2 separate regions of the Oryctolagus cuniculus genome follow, and region 2 is linked to region 1. A link is a contact called in public Micro-C data. All regions are on one chromosome and are shown on one strand. The core of a region is the stretch at or near the end of the contact, and the rest is flanking DNA. Distances in the headings are between cores, read along the strand shown.

Region 1 (6,560 bases), core at 1,281-3,780:
TGTGGCTCACCTAGGAGGGATGTTGGTGTTTTAGTACTTGGATTCTACAGACCTTTTACTGACTTTCCTTATTGCCATAAAGGAATCAGTCAGTTTGAAGTTGATACAAGTTATTTGGTGATGTAAGGATGAAATGTAATATCCAGAAACAACTTTAATAAAACTGAAATTGGAATAACTGCAGTCTGGGTGTTGAGTCTTTTGTCTTCCTCATTCATGTTGATTATTGGTATGTTATGGTCACTCACTGAATGCTGTGGATGCTCGGGGAGGCACCCTGAGATCTCACAGCAGCGCAGCAAAGTGGCTGCAGTATAGGCGTCCCATATTCTGCCTCAGTATTGAAGTCTTGGCTGTTTTTCTACCTCCTGGACTCCTCTCTCTCTCTCTCTGATTCCTATGCATTTCTTAGATCTGGAGTCTTGTTTCTGCCTTCCTCTCTGGCATTGCCTTATTTTCTCGTGTTTGCCTTTTCATTCTAGTTGTTTTATCTGTGTTGACTACTATACTTGCACTGTTCTGCTCTTGACCATCTCCTAACCATGTTGTTGAATGTGGCCCTGATCTGACCTTCAGCTTCCACATGTCCTTCCCAAGTTTTGATGGGCTTTGTTTTTACCTCTGCTTCTCAGATGGCTTCCCTATACTCAGCCTCCTGGCCGAATTGCCCTTTGGAGCTGGCCTTTTCTGAGATTTGGCCTTGCGTTTTCATCATTGCTCAAGTCTTGTCTACACAACCTGGCTCCATAATCCATTGTTTCACGTATTCCTGATGTTTGTTAGTATATTCTTATTCCTGTCCATTCAAATGTCCATGTCTGATGCTTTGCAGAGATTTTAAAACTGTTTCAGAATTCCTTGACACTTAAATAGGGGGTTAGGACATATGTCCGTTTTTCTTGCCTGTCCTTGGAGCTTTTTTGCATTTCTTGTCTAATAGGATACAGTGGAAGTGACACTACAGTTTCTGGACTCAGAACTGTTAAAACTGGCAGGCCCACTTCCTGTCTTGAGCCCTAACCATCACCTCAAGAGCAAGCTGAAGTGGCCTGTCATAGAGCTGAGAGCCCTGGTTTGAGGTTTCAGCTGGGTCAGCACCCTCTGCCTGCCAGTGAGGCATCTTGAAAGGATTCTCCCACCCTCAGTGGAGCAGTTCCAAATGAACTACAGGGAACACATGAGCTGATCTCATTGCACCCGGGCCTATGGCCTAAATAAATAGATTGTTACTTAAAGGCCCTATGTCAGATGGCTTGTGACACAGCAACAGACAATTGATACAGTGTCCCAACCTCATTCCCAGTCTTGCCAGTTGCTTTGCACCTCTGTGCCACCGTAAGTGTGCCTCACCACTTACGGGCTCTTTTGAATCTGCCTTACAACCTTGAGAGCTTACACATGGTCTCTGGGCTGCTAGGGTTGGAAGGACTTCCTAACAGAAGAAAAAAACAAGTCTAGATTCAAGAGTTTAAAAAGAGGAATCTTAAATATGATCTGTCCCACCAGAAAATGACAAGAATCAGATTACGTCACACACAAGAGACCTTGGTATTAAGTGATCAGTGAACAGTCATTGACAAAGGACAATAGGGGAATATTGAGTCTTTGCTAATGAACTGAAAAGATTTTTCATCCTGACACAAATATTGCCCAAAATATTTTTTGAAGATTGTGAAGCTTAGTCATCTATCGCCTTTCTAGCAGTCATCCATGTTGGCCCTATGAAGACTCACAGAGCTAACTTAGAGCCCCAGCTATAAACCCTTCCCTTCCGTTTCTTCTCTTATCCATATCTCATTGAATAAATAAGACTTCCTTTATTTATCCTGAAACTCGCCCCTACCTGTTCCTCTGCCAGAGGAAATCTGGGTTGTACAGCGTTGTAAAACAGACCAGAGCTGCCCTTGTTCTCAGAGAATGAAAATGGAAACTCCTATCTCCTTGCCTTTTCTCCTTTCTGACAAGAGAGCAGGTGGGACCTCCTCCTTTTGTTTTTTAAGAAGTGGAAGGCAGATACGTAAACTATATAAATAGCAGCAGTATCCAGACCGTGCGGGCTCGCTTCAGCACACGCAGAGGGCAGCCGTGTAGCCGCCCTGACCGCAAGCTTGGTCAGCAATTTCCAGTTTGTGCAGACGCTGCAAAACGGCCTCCCATCCCCTATCTCACGTGACCGTCACAACCACTCGGAAGCTCAGCAGGCATTGTTCTGCCTGTTTTACGAAAACGGAAGCGGAGAAACCCGGAGAAGGCATATTACAGAGCTCCTAACTCTCCGAAGTTGGCCTTCTGTTCCTTCCCATGCAACCATTAACTGCATTGGGGCCCTGGTCCTGATGCTGAGGCGCCGCCGAGGCGCGCACACCTGCGCCCGAGCAAGGATCGGCCCGCCAATGAGGAAGCCGTATTCAGGAGGCGGGCCGGGGAAGCTGCCAATGAGAGAGCCTGCCCCGAGAGAGATGTAGCTAATGAGGGCCTCGTCCTGGAGAAGGACGGCCGTTGAGCCAATAAAAGCCTGGGACCAGAGAGGCTGGAAGGCGGAACGGCCAGTGGGGCGCCTGGGCGGGCGGTGAGCCGAGCGCCAACCCGCAAGCGGCCGAGCCCCCGCGCGCTGTCCCGGACGCCACCCGCCATGGCCCAAGCTGGGCCGCTCCTCTCCGCGCTGGCCGCGCTGCTCGCCGCGACCGCTGCAGGCGGAGACGCCCCGCCCGGCAAAATCGGTGCGGAAGGACGCGAGGGGTGGGGGCCTGAGCCCTGAGGGCTGGGCGGGAAAAGGGACTCCGCTGGCTGGGGGCAGAGAAGAGCTGCTGGGCGAGTGAGCGGTGCTCGGGAGAGGAATGGGGCGGGGGCGAGGGCGAGGCGCGGGACTGGGGACTGGGCGAGGGCCGGGCCCGCACAGGTAAGGAGCCGATGCGGAGGGTGGCATGGGCGTGTGGAGTGGGCCACCTGAGATGGAAAAAGCACTGCGCGGGACTGGTCTCCGATCTCTCCAGAAGGTCCAGTGTCACCGAGCATCTGCCTGTGGACCTGGCTCCTTGCAGGGCGCCCTCATGACGGCAGACAGGGCTGGGCTTGGCGTTCATAGAGGTGTGTGGAGGGCCGTGTATGGGATAGGCGTGGAGCAGCCACCTCCCGGTCCCAGGCAGTCTGCATGCAGGCAGCCTCTGGGGCAGGGCTTCCTGGGAGTCACATCTAAGCCAGAACCCCTGGGAACATAGGACGCCTTCAAGGAGAAAGACCAGTGGGTCAGCTGCAGACAGACTTGCTGAATGACTTGTATTACTTGTGTGGCTTTTCAATGTTTGATTTTGAACGTTTTCTAAGGTACAGAAAAGCTGGGAGAATGTTACAGTGATCATTTGTGCACCCACCTTCTAGACTGCCATTCACCCCTACTCTCCCTACTTTGTCCTGTCCCCACCACATGTCCTGCTGCCCATCCCTGGCATCGTCGTCCGTTTTGATGCATTTAAAAATAAACCAGACAAACCAGGATGCTTCATGGAATCCATCATGCCAATCATTGACAGGGTTTCATCTTTGTTTACACTTGCTTTTGTTTATTTACTTACCATTGTATTTGAAAGACAGAGCAAGACCTTCCATTGGTTCACTCCCCGAGAAACACAAGAGCCAGGCCTGGGCCAGGTGGGAGAAGGGGACTCAGAACTCCATCTGGGTCGCCCACATGGGCGGCAGGGACCACCCAAGTGCCTGGGTCCCATTTGCTACCTCCCAGGGTTGACATTAGCAGGAAGATGAATGGGAAGTCAAGTAGCTGGGATGCAAACCAGGCGACTTCAGCGGCAACTTAAGCCATTGTGCCAAATGACCACCACCCTCCTTTCCCCCCCACCCTTCTTAACAATTATGATCATCTTAACTCTCTGTGACTCATCAGGATTTTCAGGTCCCTTGCATATAGAATTCTCACAGGCAGGAATGTGTGGAAGGACACAGAGTCTCTGCCCCATTAGGCTGCCCTCCTGCATCCCAGTTAGTGGAAGTGCTTTGGCCCATCTTGCAGGAATGCCAGAGCTGTGCCAAAAGCTTCTTGGATTTGAAAACCACAGCCCAAGCCATCAAGGGTCAAGACAGACTAAAGCAAGCCAGAAATCGGCTTGGGTCTGGGGGGGCTGGAGGAAGAAGAATCTCAAGGGCTGGAGGGGAAGGGTTTGAGCTGGCTCTGAAGGAGAGGGAAGGGTCAGGCGTTTCCCACTGGTGAGTAGGGAAGGGCGGGGCCTCCCAGCAGATCTGTTCTGGCCATGTGGAGCTTGCTGGCCTGCCTCACCCCAGTCCTTCCAGAGCACGGCCACATTGCCCTTCAGCTCTCCTCACTGTGCACTCGGACAGAAACCTGTGCAGCCCTCGGTGGTTTGGACTCTACCCACCACGAGAACAAGGGGCTTCCTGCTAGGATGGCCAGATTCTCGGATCAAACGTGGATCTTTTAGGCCCACCACATCACTGCCCTACCCTTGCTCTTCTCCCTGCCAAGTAGACATTGCCTCGGGCTGGAAAGCCCCTAGCCTGCCAGGGTCCTGTGACGCCTGTGTTCCCACCCTGCGTGAGGCAGAACTCACTGCTTTTTGCCTTGGGACCCCCTGGAATCCTGCTGTGTTTTGCCGCAGGTGCGTGTGTCGCTCTGTCCACAGAGGCCTGTCTGATTCATCTGTGTGCCCAGGCCATCTTCTCATACACCAAGAATGGTCGGCGGCTGTGTTGCATGAGCTGTTTGGCAGTGAAGTGATGTCTTCTGCTTCCCTGTAGCCCTTGGTCAGCTTCTTGGCCTTTTGCTTCTCTTGGAAAACGGGTCATGGGGGACTCCGCAAATGAAAGCCAGGAGACTGCAGAGGTTTTCAGAAAAAGGTTAAGGGCACTTTGGGAAGTAACTTTGTAAATCTTGAGGAAGAGGAAGTGGTTTATCTGTCCAGGATTCAACACATACTTCGTGTACTCTGGTACTTGCTGGGACCTGGGGACCAAATGGCCTTGCTCTCTCTCTGTCCTGAGACAAGCCACTTTAATACACTGTGGCAAGGGCTCGGCCGCAGGTAAGCAAGGATATGCTTATGGGAACAGGCAGGAGGGACGCCTGACTCATCTCAGGTGGGTCACTCAAGCCAAGCTGAAAGTGACCTACAGGGTGAAGTCAGCGAGGCACAGCAATAGTGTGTCCGACCCAGCAGCCCCGCGGTGGCCCCACAGGAGAGGGAACACGGGCATGTGCTCCACAAGGCCAGAAGGTGGAGGGGAAGCCGGATCATCAAGGACCATGTGGAGTCTTCAGGATTTGCCTGATGCTTCTTCACAGAGCTGTTGGTCTGAGGGTGCAGTTTGGGTCCAGGAGGACAGGTGGCACCAGATTTATCTCACTTTCTTGTTGGATAGGGTTACTGCACTGTCAGAGGAGAGGAAAGTGGCGTTTCGGGGACAGGGTAGGCAGACACTGTGTGTAGGTTGGTGCCAGGTCAGTAGCTACAGTGAAATTTAATGGTTAGTCTCTGTCTAGACAGTGGTTCCTGGAAACACTTCCATGCCCTCACCCGTGACCCCTTCTTATCAGTGCCTGGGAAAAGACTGACGGTGTGGAAGCCAAGTTGGCAAATACCAGGAAGGCAGGAGGTGTAGTAAAGACAGGGGCTGATAAGACCCAAAAAGATCTTGGCCATCTGGAACTTGGTCACAGGAGTGCAAACTGGAGTCAGATGCCTCACCAGGTGACGGGCAGCATGTCAAAGCGTGCATTCCAGTCTTGGCAAGCACAGACAGTGGTGATTTAAGTGGCCGGTGGTAGGCTAGACTTAGACCAGTGATCGACCGAGGTTTTCTGTAAGTGGCCAGAGAGTAGAGATTTTAGGCAGCCCCTGTTGCAACTGACCAGCTCTGCCTCGCACGAAAGCAGCCACAGACAATAAAGAAAAGAAAGGGCAGGACAGTTCCAGGAAAATAGTGTTGGCAAGAACAGGCATCTACCTGGGTTTGGCCTGTGAGGCTGTGGCTTGCTGACCCCTGGGTTAAGCAGTGGTTTCCAAACACTGACCCACCAAACAGAAACGGTCAGTAGCCATTTTTCACCAATTCATAGTGAAATTAGAAAAATAAGGATAAGGTAGTGAGTGTTGTATAAAACTAAATTTGCTGTCTTTAAATGGTCATCCTGAATTATGCATTTCTTTCCTGCTCTTTTGGTGTGCATGTGTCCTTTATGAAATGAAGGTTATGGATATGGCAGTTCTCGAGTTGGCCTTGCTTATTCCTGATAGCTCCATAGAAAATTCCGTCTGCACATTTCCTGCACATGCCTGTGAAACCAATGCCTGGGGAACCCTGGGGCAGGAGGACATGAAGGGGTAGCCTGCATCTCACTCAGTCCCGTGCTCTGTCTCTCTCCTCCCGCACCTGTCGACAGCGGTGGTTGGGGCCGGGATCGGGGGCTCTGCCGTGGCCCATTTCCTCCAGCAGCACTTCGGACCCCGGGTGCAGATCGACGTGTATGAGAAGGGAACCGTGGGCGGCCGCCTGGCCACCATCTCAGTCAACAAGCAGCACTACGAGAG
Region 2 (6,560 bases), core at 2,245-4,744, 150 kb after region 1:
ATTTACCAAGTATCTTGTGTACAGGTGATACAGAATTAGTGGGGAATTAAACTTGGAGGACTGAACAATACTGCTACCCAGAGAAGGTTTATGTAAATTTTAACCTTTCTACTTTAGTGGAGAAACCTGTCATAGTCCACCTTAAAACAAATAAACCACCTTTGTCTCTGTGTACCTGATCCTATCATTACTAACGCAGATTTACCCACACCCTTGCCCCTCACTACTACAAGCTGCTTAAAGACTGCAGTCACCCTCCACAGTAGTTCACCAAGCTTTCTTCTCGGAGCCAGACCCTGAAATCCCCCATCTTCACTCCCAGGAAGCCTTAATTTGAAAGCCCGGTTCATCTCTTCAGCTCCACCCACATAAATCTTAAAACTACCATTAACTCTGCACTCACCATCTCATAATAGGCAACTGTTATTCTTCTCACAAGTTAACTTCATTTATTTATGTGCCTATTCGGTATATTACCCATTGTCCTCATTGGCCTCTATCAGTGCCATTCTTAAATGCTTTTTGGAAATTATTTCAAATACTTTAGATGCAATCTGTTTTTGCAAAATTTATAAAATCTCTCAACATGGTTGAATCTCAAAAGTATTATGCTAAGTGAAAGGTGACAGGCACAAATGACCTCATAGTGTATGATTCCATATATATGAAATTCTAGGAAAAACTAGTGATGGGGAAAGCAAACTAGTAAGGCCTAGGGATCTTATTTTCCCAGCTTCTCCCAAGGGATTATAATCATTTAAAAATATCAAATCTGGATCATTTCAAATTTCACATTCATCTTTGCCTCATAAATGCGAGACTTTTTCCAAATAACTACTACACCACTTATAAACAACAGTACATTTTACCACTCTATTTCACCACTAGAAGTATCTGACTGCATTACAATTATTTTCAAAAACAGTTGTTACACACACACACAAAAAAATCAAAAAACAAAAACAGTTGTTATTTTGGTAGCTTCCACATCAGAACTAACATAATCCTGCTCTTGGTTCACGATTTGAATAAAAACTGTCACAGTAAATATTTCATTTAATTTTCAACTGTTCTGGATCGTTTTGCAAATATTTCGGAGTGCTACTAATAAACCGATTGGGATTAAACTATAGTTTGTTATGTTAATCATTAAAGAGAATACAATGTCATTTTCATCTGGTCATCATTTATTCTGATTACCATTTCTATTTGTATTCACATAAGCCATCCTGCGGAAGTCCATGATTCCCCTGATGTGAAGTTTTACTGACAAAACTACTCAACAGGTCAAAATTACTTATCAAACCGTGGTTAAGTGATTAGTGATTAAGCTTCCTTAATACAACTGATTAGAGTGGAGCAAACTTCAACATAGTTGGTGCAGCTCAAATTGCCTTTGCTATTACCCATAAAAATTTAATACAGACTAAAATGTACCAAAGATTAACATTCAAGGAAGGAAACAATAACTGGCACCTTTAAGAGAAATACAAAAGATTTTACAAAGTGTAATTTTAACAATTTGGTGCCGCATCTGCTGCAGATAGCACACACACCGTCATTATGCCATCTCATTCCTTGAACCCCATCGCCTCCTGTAGCTTTATTCTTGGCTTTTCAAGGGGTTAATCCACTCAGGGCTGCTAAAGGGGAATCAAAGAAGCATGACTTGTGAACTCAAGCTGAGAAAAGGGCAGGAATATGGGGTTGAGTCATGTCGTTCCGCCATTTTCTAAGCGGAGGAGGAAGACATGTTGGAACAAAAACACAACAAAAGAGCAGCCATTTCCCAAGCCAGCTCCAATAGCAACCCGAACTGGCCGAGCTGGGTCACTTCAGCACCTTCAAATACACTCCGCTGGCCAAACCTAAGGACATCAGAGGTGCCGCCGTAACGCGAGCAGCCGCCAACCCTTCAGCGGAGGGATCAAAGGCGACCGCATACCTCGCTGCACACCAGAAGGCCCCACAGAGGGGGAACGACGGACGCTAAACCGAGCTGAGGGCAAGCAACTGGCATTTTAAACTAAGCTGGCAAACTAAAATTTACTGTGATTGAGGTGACACGGGTCACAGGAAACCACCGGCTATAGGGACCCCAGGTACTCGAACACCAAGACCCGGATTTCCTAGTCCCTTTACCTGCCTCTTCCCACTTCCCTCTTCCGACTTCCCTCAGCGGATCGCCGAGGTGCTAAAGGGTTCTTACCGTATGTGGGGGATGCCAACCCCACCTTGAAGAATCTTATAGAGTTTGCTCTCGTACAGCAACTGGGGATGCCTGGCCTTCTGCGACTCTAGCTTCACTGCCACTTCCTGCAGGGGAAAGACGGGACGATGGCATCAACATCCCCGTGAAGTCAATGTCACTTGGGAAAGGAGAGGGGGCATTAGCAAGGCTCCAAGTCGCGACGACGAGGAGGAAGTGAAAGGCTGGCAAGAGAAAGCTCTCTCTGCAATTACAAAGGGAGGCGACCGGCCTCAAAGGCCTCTTCAGGGGGTAGTGACGAAACCCGCACATCTTCTAAAGTGCAGGAAAATGACACAGGCAAGAAAAAGAAGCAACCTCGGGACATGAGCAAAGATTCGGGAGGAACCAGGAGACAGGAAGCGGCCCTAAGGGGCCCAAGAACCCTGTAGAATATGAAAAGTATTTAGAAAAACATGGGGACCACAAGACTAGGATTCTGTCGTTCCCATCTTAAATGATGGTTTCCGGAAAAAAGAAAAAAAAAAAAGTTCGACCCGGGGACATTTTTAACAAGCTGGGAAACTTAATGGTTCACTCAACGTTTCCATCGGGTTCTTTTCCTTTTAGGGCAAGAGAGCGGGGGAGGCTCCTAAGCCAGGAAAACTGGCTCCCTCCGGACTCCCCAGTGCGTGCGTGCGGGCGGGCGAGCGAGTGGGGGAAGAGGCCGGGCACTTTTGGGGTTGAGGAGGGGGCGAGCCAAGGCGCAGCGCTACCGCGAACCCCACCCCGAGAGATTACCTCGCCGTTGGTGATGTTGATGGCCAGATAAATGTCCCCGAAGGAGCCAGACCCGATCTTCCGTACCAGTTTGTATTTCCCTCCGACAATGAATTCGGCCTTGGAGCCGCTGCTGCTCGCCATCCTGAGAAACGAAGATGGAGGCTGGGGCAAAGCCCCGACACCTCAGAGGGGACGACGGAGGCCTCGGAGGCTCGTCCACGGGGCAAGGCTGCGGAGGAGGGCGGCAGGAAGCGGAAACGGAGGCTTTTCCCGGCGTTATAGGGCCCAGAATCGGCCAACGGGGACCCGATCACCGCCGCTCAGTCAGGTTTCTTTCTGCCAGGCCGCCGATTGTGAGGCAGTTCTCGCGGTTACGAGGCTGGGCCACTTGTTTCTGGGCGGCTGCCGCTGCCTCGCTTTCGCGGCGACGTCGCTGGCTGGAAAAGAGGCGCGGTGAAATTAGGCTGGCGATACCGCTGCGACCAGTGCCGCCGGCTCCGGGCCGAAGGGACCCCTGTCACTCCGCCGACGCCGCCATCTTGTTACTCCGGCTTCAGCCAACACAAAATGCCCCCAGTCCCCGGGAGCCGCTTCTTCACAGCGCAGAGCACTCTGGGAAAGGGATCTCAGGCGCTAGCCCCAAAGGGTCGGCAGCGAGAGAGAGGGCGGAACCGGATCCGTGAGAGTCTAGGCCCACGCTGCGAGCGTCACTCCGTCCCCTCCCAGCTGCGCATGAGCGCTGCGACGCCTGCCGACTGCGCAGGCGTGTCATGGCCTGCCCTCTCCCCGCCCCCCCCCGCCCTCGGGCTCACTTCCACTTCCGGCCGTCGGCAAGTCCGCTCTTGTTGCGGTTTAGGTACTTCCGAGACTGCCCGGTGTCGGTGAGGCAACGCGGCCCGGGGCTTGAGACCATGGGAGGCGTCGCCTTCGATTTTCGTGGCAGATGGACGGTTCAGGCCTCCTTTGGGGCTGAGCACTGACTTTTGCTCTTTGTTTGAGGGGGCTGTTAACCTTTCATCTTTTCTTCAGACTACTCCCCGGGACCGGCCTTTTCCAGCCCAGTTTGTGTTGGGAAAGAGGCTGTCGCCTCTGGTGGAGGGGAAGAGGAAGGCACTCCAGGAGGGCTGCGTTTGGGAGACTTGGTCAAGGCTCCTGGTTTAGCAGAGCCGGGCCAGATCCTCCTACTAATTGGAATTCGCTCAGCGGAGTGTTAGACCCTCTCTGTACAGGAGGGGGAAGGGAGAAGTAGAAATTACTTTCCCCGCCGTTTTTTTCGTGTTTCCCCACGGACACTTAATTTTCAAGAGTAAGACCCAATACCTGCTTCATGCTGAGTATTAGTGATAAATAAAATCAACAGAAATAAAGCTTGCAACAGCGTAAAACACTGCACATAGTACAAGTTGGTATTGTTGCCTTTCACCAAAAGGAAAAAAAAAAAACGAAGGAGCCAGTCTGTCATGTTGAAGGCTTGGACTGACCCCAAATAAAAAGGGTAGAAATAACTTACAAGTTAAGATTGACAACGGTTGCAGTCTTAGATGGTTTTTATTTTTATTTTTTAACTAGAAATTCATCAGAGGCAGGTCTTGACCTCTTTGGGATTTAAGAAATTTGATCTGGGAAGGTTGAGTGTGATAATGCTCACAAGAGAGCCCATGGCTGATGCTATTATCTGACTGAAACCCCTGAGTTCTAAAAGTGTACTTTTTATTTTTATATAAAAGTTTATTTATTTATAACTTATTTGAAAGGAGAATAACAGATATCAAGATTTTCCATCCTGTTGGTTCACTCCCTAAATGCAAGCAACAGCCAGGGCTGGATCAGACTGAAACCAGGAGCAGGTAGTCCCACATGAGTGGTAGGTACCAAAGTACTTGAGCTGTCACCTGCTGCCCCCCAGGATGCACACTAGCAGGAAGGTGGATCAGAAGTGAATCTGGGCAGGGGCAGGGCGGGCATTAGGGTTGGGGATGGCGTTGGGATGTAGAGGGTAAAGCTTTGGAGTGCAATGCCAACATGACATAGTATAGGGGGCCCAGGGTTTGAGTCCTGGTTGCTCCACTTGTGATCTAGCTCCCTGCTAATGTACCTGGGAAAGCAGCTGAAGACAGCCCAAGTGCCTGGGCCCTGCGCCCACATGGGAGACCCAGAAGAAGCTCCTGGCTCCTGACTTTGGTCTGGCGCATCCCTAGCCATTGCCACCATCTGGAGAGTAAACCAGTGGATGGAAAATCCTTTCTCTGTCTCTTCCTCTCTCTGTGTGTAACTCTGCCTGCAAATAAATTTAAAAAAATATTTTTTAAGAGATTTACTTATTTATTTATTTGGAAGCCAGAGTTACAGAGAGGAAGAGAAGGATAGGCAGAGGGACAGAGAGGTCTTCCATCCGCTGGTTCACTCCTCAATTGGCCACAATATCCGGAGATGTGCCGATCCAAAGCTGAGAGCCAGGAGCTTCCTCTGGGTCTTCCCATGTGGGTGCAGGGGCACGAGGACTTGGGCCATCTTGTACTGCTTTCCCAGGCCATGGCACAGAGCTGTATCTGAAGTGGAGCAGCCAAGACTTGAACCGGTGCCCATATGGGATGCCGGCACTGCAGGCAGTGGCTTTACCCACTACACCACAGTGCCAGCCCCTAAAACAAATCTTTTTTTTTTTTTTTTTTTTTAATGAATGGGGAGTTGAATTCAGGCCATCCAGTATGGGATAGAGGGATCTCAAGCAGCAGCATTTGAAACTCTGTGCCAAAAGCAGTGGCCCAAGGACTTGAGCCACCTTCTGCCTTCCCAGGCCATGGCAGAGAGCTGGGTCAGAAGTGGAGCAGTCGCACCACAGCGCCAGCCCCCTAGTATGCAGTTTTAAGGCAGGACCAAAACCCAGAGTGCCTGACTTCAAATCAGCGGCATTAGTAATGCTCTTTTGGTGAACCTGAAGCATGCTGTTGCCCACTTAAAATCTTGTACTGTTAGATTCTGCCCTAAAAAATTGCTTTAAAGCAAAGTTTAATTATCTTAAAGGTTCCAAGGATAATTACTATTCTGCTGATTTTCTGTCATAGCCATCCAACATTTAATGGGCTCTTCACATTCAGTAGTTCCCCATTAGGGGGTGGGGTATGAACTTTTTTTCTTACTTTTTTTTTTTTTTTTTTTTTTTTGGTATAGTAATACAAATGCTCAATTTGCAGTTGGGGGACAGAGGACAGAGGATGCACATGGAGCAGACTAGTAATTCCCAGTAGAATACCCTTGTATAGGGGTAGTGTTATGGTGCAGCTAGAACATGTGCTAGTTCAAGTCCCAGCTAAGGAGACTGGGAAGGCAGTGGAAAATGGCCCCAAATACATGAACTATTACCTGCTGCCTTCCTAGTATGCATCAATGGGAAGCTAGGATCAGAAGCAGGGCCCAGACTCAAACCTGGGCACTCTGATTATGGGATATAGGCATCCCAAGTGGCTTCTTAACCTCCATGCCAAACACTTATCCCTGAGTTTTTTTTTTTTTAAAGATTGATTACTTATAATTTTTTTAAAAAGATTTAAAGAGTAAAAGGCAGAGAAAGACTCAGAGAGAGCGACAG

Evidence for each region. Hi-C and Micro-C count contacts between places; a contact is called where the count stands out from the background.
Region 2: a Micro-C map of ear pinna shows a contact between it and region 1, with 2.4 times the contacts expected there. The contact joins the promoter of CSNK1A1 here to the promoter of PCYOX1L in region 1. A contact is called at or near these places in 4 of 6 Hi-C or Micro-C datasets (ear pinna, embryonic fibroblasts, psoas muscle and 1 more).

Annotation. Positions count from the first base shown.
Region 1 is chr6:36,730,358-36,736,917 of mOryCun1.1, forward strand. PCYOX1L (prenylcysteine oxidase 1 like) reads left to right here and starts at 2,531. Exons shown (of 6, transcript XM_002710300.5): 1 at 2,531-2,720; 2 at 6,413-6,560. The coding sequence starts at 2,633. It overlaps GRPEL2 (GrpE like 2, mitochondrial), which reads left to right. Exons shown (of 4, transcript XM_002710299.5): 4 at 1-183.
Region 2 is chr6:36,877,051-36,883,610 of mOryCun1.1, forward strand. CSNK1A1 (casein kinase 1 alpha 1) reads right to left here and starts at 3,495. Exons shown (of 10, transcript NM_001082373.1): 1 at 2,990-3,495; 2 at 2,210-2,316. The coding sequence starts at 3,112.